Regions from separate parts of the Gossypium arboreum genome. Here region 2 is linked to region 1. The links are chromatin contacts, called in public Hi-C maps. All regions are on one chromosome and are shown on one strand. The core of a region is the stretch at or near the end of the contact, and the rest is flanking DNA. Distances in the headings are between cores, read along the strand shown.

Region 1 (2,792 bases), core at 199-2,698:
GACCGAAATTCTCTCAGCTAGATGCTCCATGGAATCCTTCAACGAAACCGTGGATTACCAGAGTTTTTGAATCGGGTATTATTGTCATGTTGAATTTTGTTGAGTTTTTTTTATAATAACTCTGCCTCTGTTTTTTATCCCTTTTGCCGAACCTGTAACCACCCCCTGATTCAGGGTCAAAGCATTTTTTGAAGAAGGAAAAATGCTTTTATTATTATCATTTTTATTTTCAGTAAAGACCACTGCTGAGTGTTTACCGGAGTCAAGAATTCCCACTTCCACCGCCACTTCTTCCCTTTCACGCTCGTCAGAGGTCAGAACTGAGAAACAAGTTGAAGATCCGCTTTCGATTTGAAGAGTCATCTCGACGTCGGAACCATTCTGCATTGTCGTCGTCGCTGGGGTTTGACTACTACTGCCAGGAACAGCAAAACTTTGCTGGACCACTGGCCCCTGCACTTGGGATCTAACATACCTCGGGCTTGAAAAGTCAAAGTGTCCCCTAGGCCGACACCGTTAAGCACCTCTTTAGAAGGTTAAACAACTGCATGTTTTTTATTAATCCCCTAACCGGACCCAACACTTTAGCCCAATATTCAAATTCTCTTTTATGATCGGGCTTAGGCTAGTTTTATAGCTCACTTCCTTAAGCTTTCCTTTATTTTTTTATTCAATTCCATTTGACCGTTAAAGTAAGAACCAAATTCCTTCCTAAACTGATTTCCTTCCCTATAGCTCGTCGAGAACCATCCAAATCCCAATTACTGCATTCTTGATTCAAATCCCTATTATTCGGGCTCTAAATCGAGACCCTTCCTTCCCCCTTTCATTATCCTTAAATTTCTGCACATTATCCCTAAATTTTCGCCTTGGTTTTCTTTCAACAATCATCCACAGCCCGTAATTCTTGTCCTTCTTCACCAATCCATCCACGAGCATACTTTGCTTTTCCGGTGACATTTCATACGAATTAGTTTCCTTTTCAACAGTGGACCAGCGTTCTTAAACGTACAAATCCTTTTCACATGACCATACCTCCTACAATGAAAGCAAATTGTAGGTAAAGATTCATACTCCACCTTTTGTGATCGTCCATTAATTAAAATTTTAGAAACCAAAGGTTTTTCCAAATTAATATAAACTGCCATTCTCGTAAAGCGTCCCCTCGCCCTACTGACGATATTCATATCTAACTTGACCACCTTTCCAACTGTTTCCCCTATGTCTGCAAGAATTTTATGTTTATACAAATATCCAAGTAAGCCAAGAAATCTGACCCATGCCATCAACACAATTGGATAAGCCTGTGAAGGGTCAAAAGCCATCGACCAAGGTTGTACAATCAAATATTGACCAAATATGGTCCAAGGACCATCAGAAAGAGCCCTCTCGCAATCCAGCTTGTTTTGAAATTTGACCAGGAAGTACCCATTCTCAATATCCGTCATGTGAACTGTAACACTGCCAACCCATATCTCTCACCGGAACCGGGTTACGAAGTATTACCAGAGTTTACCGATCAAACAGACATAAATTTCAAACATTTCGTATCATCAAAACATATCATCAAAGCATTATTCAAGTCCAAATTATAAACATACCTAATCTAATTCATTTTGCCTAGTTTATGAACTCTTAGACATCAATTTAACATGCCATGATATAACTTCAAACACAAACACATATTAAGATGTATATACCAAATCATTATTAAACATATAACCTCATTTACAATCAACTAGAAAATAACTATTAATTAGACACCTTAGGTACATGCCAACACAAAGTATAAACATCACCACATTTGAGTTCGGGATCGTTGTTGGATACTAAATCGGCAATCAAAAGTTAAGTACCTAATCTACGCACGGAAAACAAAACGCCACTGAGTAAAAACTCAATGGTATTTCTATAATCCGAATATTTAAAGATAAAATAATATAATAGGCACAATTGAATATTTAAAATCCACATTTATTTATATAATAACATTAACCATTCAATACTCAAATTATAAATACATCATTTTATACCATACTCTCATCACTTGCTATATAATAACTTTTCACAATTTGATCCACATATCATTTAAAAAAAACAATATCCAATTCATTAATACATAATTCATGTGTCTCATTTTCATGTTTCAAAACATTATTCCAATTTCAATTCACATACAATATCATCCAATATCAATCATAGTACCGTTTTATTTAATTACCCCTATTAACACGACTCGGACTCAAACGGATACACAGATCCAACCAACACACCAGTTTGGCACCCAGTGCCTCATCGGATAAATCTGAAGTAATAACTGCGCCCAACGCTATATAAATTTGACACCTAGTGTCTCACTGGTTAAACCGAAGTAAATTGGCACCCAGTGCCTCATCGACTCGAAGTCGAAGAAATCCCTAAACTCTTCCAATCCTATGGCATGCCATTTATACCCGACTCAGCCCGATACAGTTAATATGGTTCCAATTCACTTTCCAAATTCAAAAAATATCCAATATCATATTTGCACATATATATATATATATATATATCAATTCAATCCAATTCAATCAACTTTAAATCAATTCAATAATCAAAGTCCACATACTCTCCTTAACCACTTACCATATACATTAATTTAAAATATAACAATAACAATTAACAACTAGGTTCGGATTATAGAAATACAAATTAGGAATTCTGAGCTATTCGATGTCGACTTTATCTTTCTACTTTTTAGTTGATGATTCCAGTACGACGTTAGCCACAGAATTAAAACAATTAAAATTCAT
Region 2 (2,921 bases), core at 388-2,887, 140 kb before region 1:
CATCTATGAGATGATACATCGTACAAATGCATTTAGGCAAAAAAACAAACATTTGCAAGATAAGCCTACAAGATAGTGGTGGATATCTTACAGCACTTCTAGCATGAGGAAATAGTAAATCTGACTATTTGTGAGACATTAGCCTCTTATAAGTATTGAAAATTTACAGTCAAAAGACTTCACATTAATCATGAAAAGGAACAAATCCATTGTAACATCTATTTAAGGAAGCATTACATTATAAGAACCTGTTAAAAAGGTTTAAGATAGAAATTTATTTACCTATATATGGTTTAAAAATGAAATTTCCTCCAAAGAGCCAAATAACATTTATAACAGAAATAAAATAGATTTTCGCAATTAAAGAAGCATTATTCAAAATTTTGACACATGCAACAAAGACTACAACATAATTAAACATTTCAGAAACTCTAAAGCATGTCCAAGAATAGATATTTACTTGATCAGAAGAAATTAGTAATGTTGGCTCAGCTTCCTTTACATAATCACCGACAGGGAGCCTATGTAAGATTGCGTCTGCCTGAAAAAATTCATTCAGCTAAGCCGAAGCAACAGAATATACGAACACAATACCATGCAGCAGGCAACAGAAGCAGTGGCAACAATGAATAAGAAAGATTATGCATGTAAATTTAATGATCTGAAAGGGAATGTACAAAGGCTACAGTTTGAAAGAGTATGCTGTCGCAAACTTGATCGGTCTCAGTCCCCTAATTATTTTGTAATACATCTAACACGGATCAAAACCAGAATTTCACCAAGAGAAATATGATTCAAACTAAGCATCCTATTAGACTTAAGTTGCAATAACAACATGATACTGGAGCCCTAAATAGCACTTTGCAGTTTTATTACAGTGGAATTGATAAAAGAAACTCGAAAATTTCCCTCCAATTTACAATAAAACACCCAGAAGCACAATAAAGAAGAAGAAAAGATGAAACACGGCTCAAAGCAAGCCAATAAATACATCGATTCTAGGCTCTAAAATTTTTCAGTCAATCAAAACAATCATTCCAAATGAACACAGCAAGATTAAGTAAAAGAAGAGGAAAACCTTTGCTTCAGCAAGGGCCATGACCAACTCCTCTGGCTTCTCCTTTCTGATACCTTTCTCGTCAATGTCTGCACTCTGCAAAAATAACAAAAAATTAAACTTTTTTTCCCTAATATATTAAAATTTCCAGAAGAAATGAAAATTACCATGAGTGTGAATTCATATCCCATTTCAGCTAATATTTTACGACGAGGTAAGGAAGATGACCCCAATATTATCTGCAGTGAAACAACTATCAATCAGTTAAACTTTCAACAGAGTTTTTGGAAAGCTAATATTCGGGGGTTTTCCTTTTATTTTTATTTTTAAATTGTTGATATAAATCTGTTTTGAAGACAAGCAAATAGAAACAAAGATGCTGTCAAGTAAGTGACTAGTTTTGGCGTACCTTGAACTGAGAAGTTTTGTCTTCCATTTTTGTCTTTGCAAAAAGCGGAGCTCTACTGATCAGCGAGTATTTAGGGAGCAACAGTGAGTTAACGAAGAAAAAAGACCGAGTCTGAGATGGTGCGGACCGAAATAGGGCCCTGGTTCCAAGCCCCATGGACCACTAAGCCCGCCAATGCTCCATAAAATTTATTCTAACGTGAAAGCCCAAGCCTAGAATTGTCAATACTCGTGAATTGACTGTAAAAATTGATTTTGCCATGATTTGTAAATGTGTTCTTTGTTTATTTTTTGGGTGTAATCTGTCTTCAGTTACTGTTTGTCAACAATTTAAATTTTTCTTCAAATTTAATTCGTTATTTTATTTTTCTTGGTAGTCATCTTTTAAAATATTAAAATTAGTCATAAATTTTGCTCTAATGCTATTACAATAATTTTGATTTTATGTAATTCTACATATAAATTTTTTATTTAATTTAATTTTCACATATTACTAATATTGTTATTGATGTAGCATCATTTTATATTTACATATACTATCCAACAAAGATTATATTTATCTAATATGAAAACAAATTGATGCATTTCTTTTTTAAATATGTACAATTGTACTAAAATCGAAAGTTAATGTATATAATTTTCGTCAAATCAAAATCTATGTATTACATTGCATCTATACAATTTATAAACTCTTTACTGAGTTGTTATCCATCAACCGAGCCTCAACTCAAATCCCAACCCATTTAAGAAATTACCAAAAAACCCATTTTATTTGCAAAGTAAGTTATGAAAGATCTAGTTTTAGCCGTTGATGAAAAATACAATTTTTGAAATCGAATTTTGTAAATTGAAATAGTGAGAATATAAATCAAAGAATTTATGCATTAAGTATGAATCCATAATATGGATTTAATGAGTATTTAAATCAAGTAAGTCATTAATTATAGTACATGGATTAAATTGCACAAGTGTCATCATTAGTGAGAATCGATTTAGGAAATGCAAGAGGTCTTATGTAGCAATTTAATCAAGGTCTTAAATGTAATATGGCCATTTTGAAAGTGTGATTAAAGACTAAGTTTCATCTTTGCCATCAATCTCCACTAAGTGAGATGAGCATGAATCATGGCCATTCATAAATGATTAATTAAGCTTAATTAAGCTTAATTAGGATTTTAGTGACTTATATATATACCATGTTAGTGGGAAACAGAAACAAAAATTTTATCATCATCTTCTTCACATTGTCGTACATGCGTAAGGGAAAAGAAAAGAACAGAAAATTTCAAGGGTTTGCTTCACCATTGCCGTGAGCTTCCAAGACAAATTACTCGAGACGAAGCTAGAACATCGAGGGACTAAAATGATAACGATTGGGTAGTAAATTTGAATAAAGTAAAAATGTTGCTTGTCTCATGAATGTTAAATATATTTGTGGTATGATGATTGTTGAAAT

Evidence for each region. A called contact is a pair of places that touch in the nucleus more often than the background predicts.
Region 2: a contact with region 1 is called in a Hi-C map of leaf, with 2.1 times the contacts expected there. The contact joins the promoter of LOC108454839 here to the promoter of LOC108455408 in region 1. A contact is called at or near these places in 2 of 5 Hi-C or Micro-C datasets (both in leaf).

Annotation. Positions count from the first base shown.
Region 1 is chr3:91,823,192-91,825,983 of ASM2569848v2, reverse strand. LOC108455408 reads right to left here and starts at 1,448. Exons shown (of 4, transcript XM_017753965.1): 1 at 1,195-1,448; 2 at 942-1,038; 3 at 241-453. The coding sequence starts at 1,448.
Region 2 is chr3:91,967,758-91,970,678 of ASM2569848v2, reverse strand. LOC108454839 reads right to left here and starts at 1,637. Exons shown (of 9, transcript XM_017753436.2): 1 at 1,467-1,637; 2 at 1,225-1,296; 3 at 1,079-1,153; 4 at 461-541. The coding sequence starts at 1,622.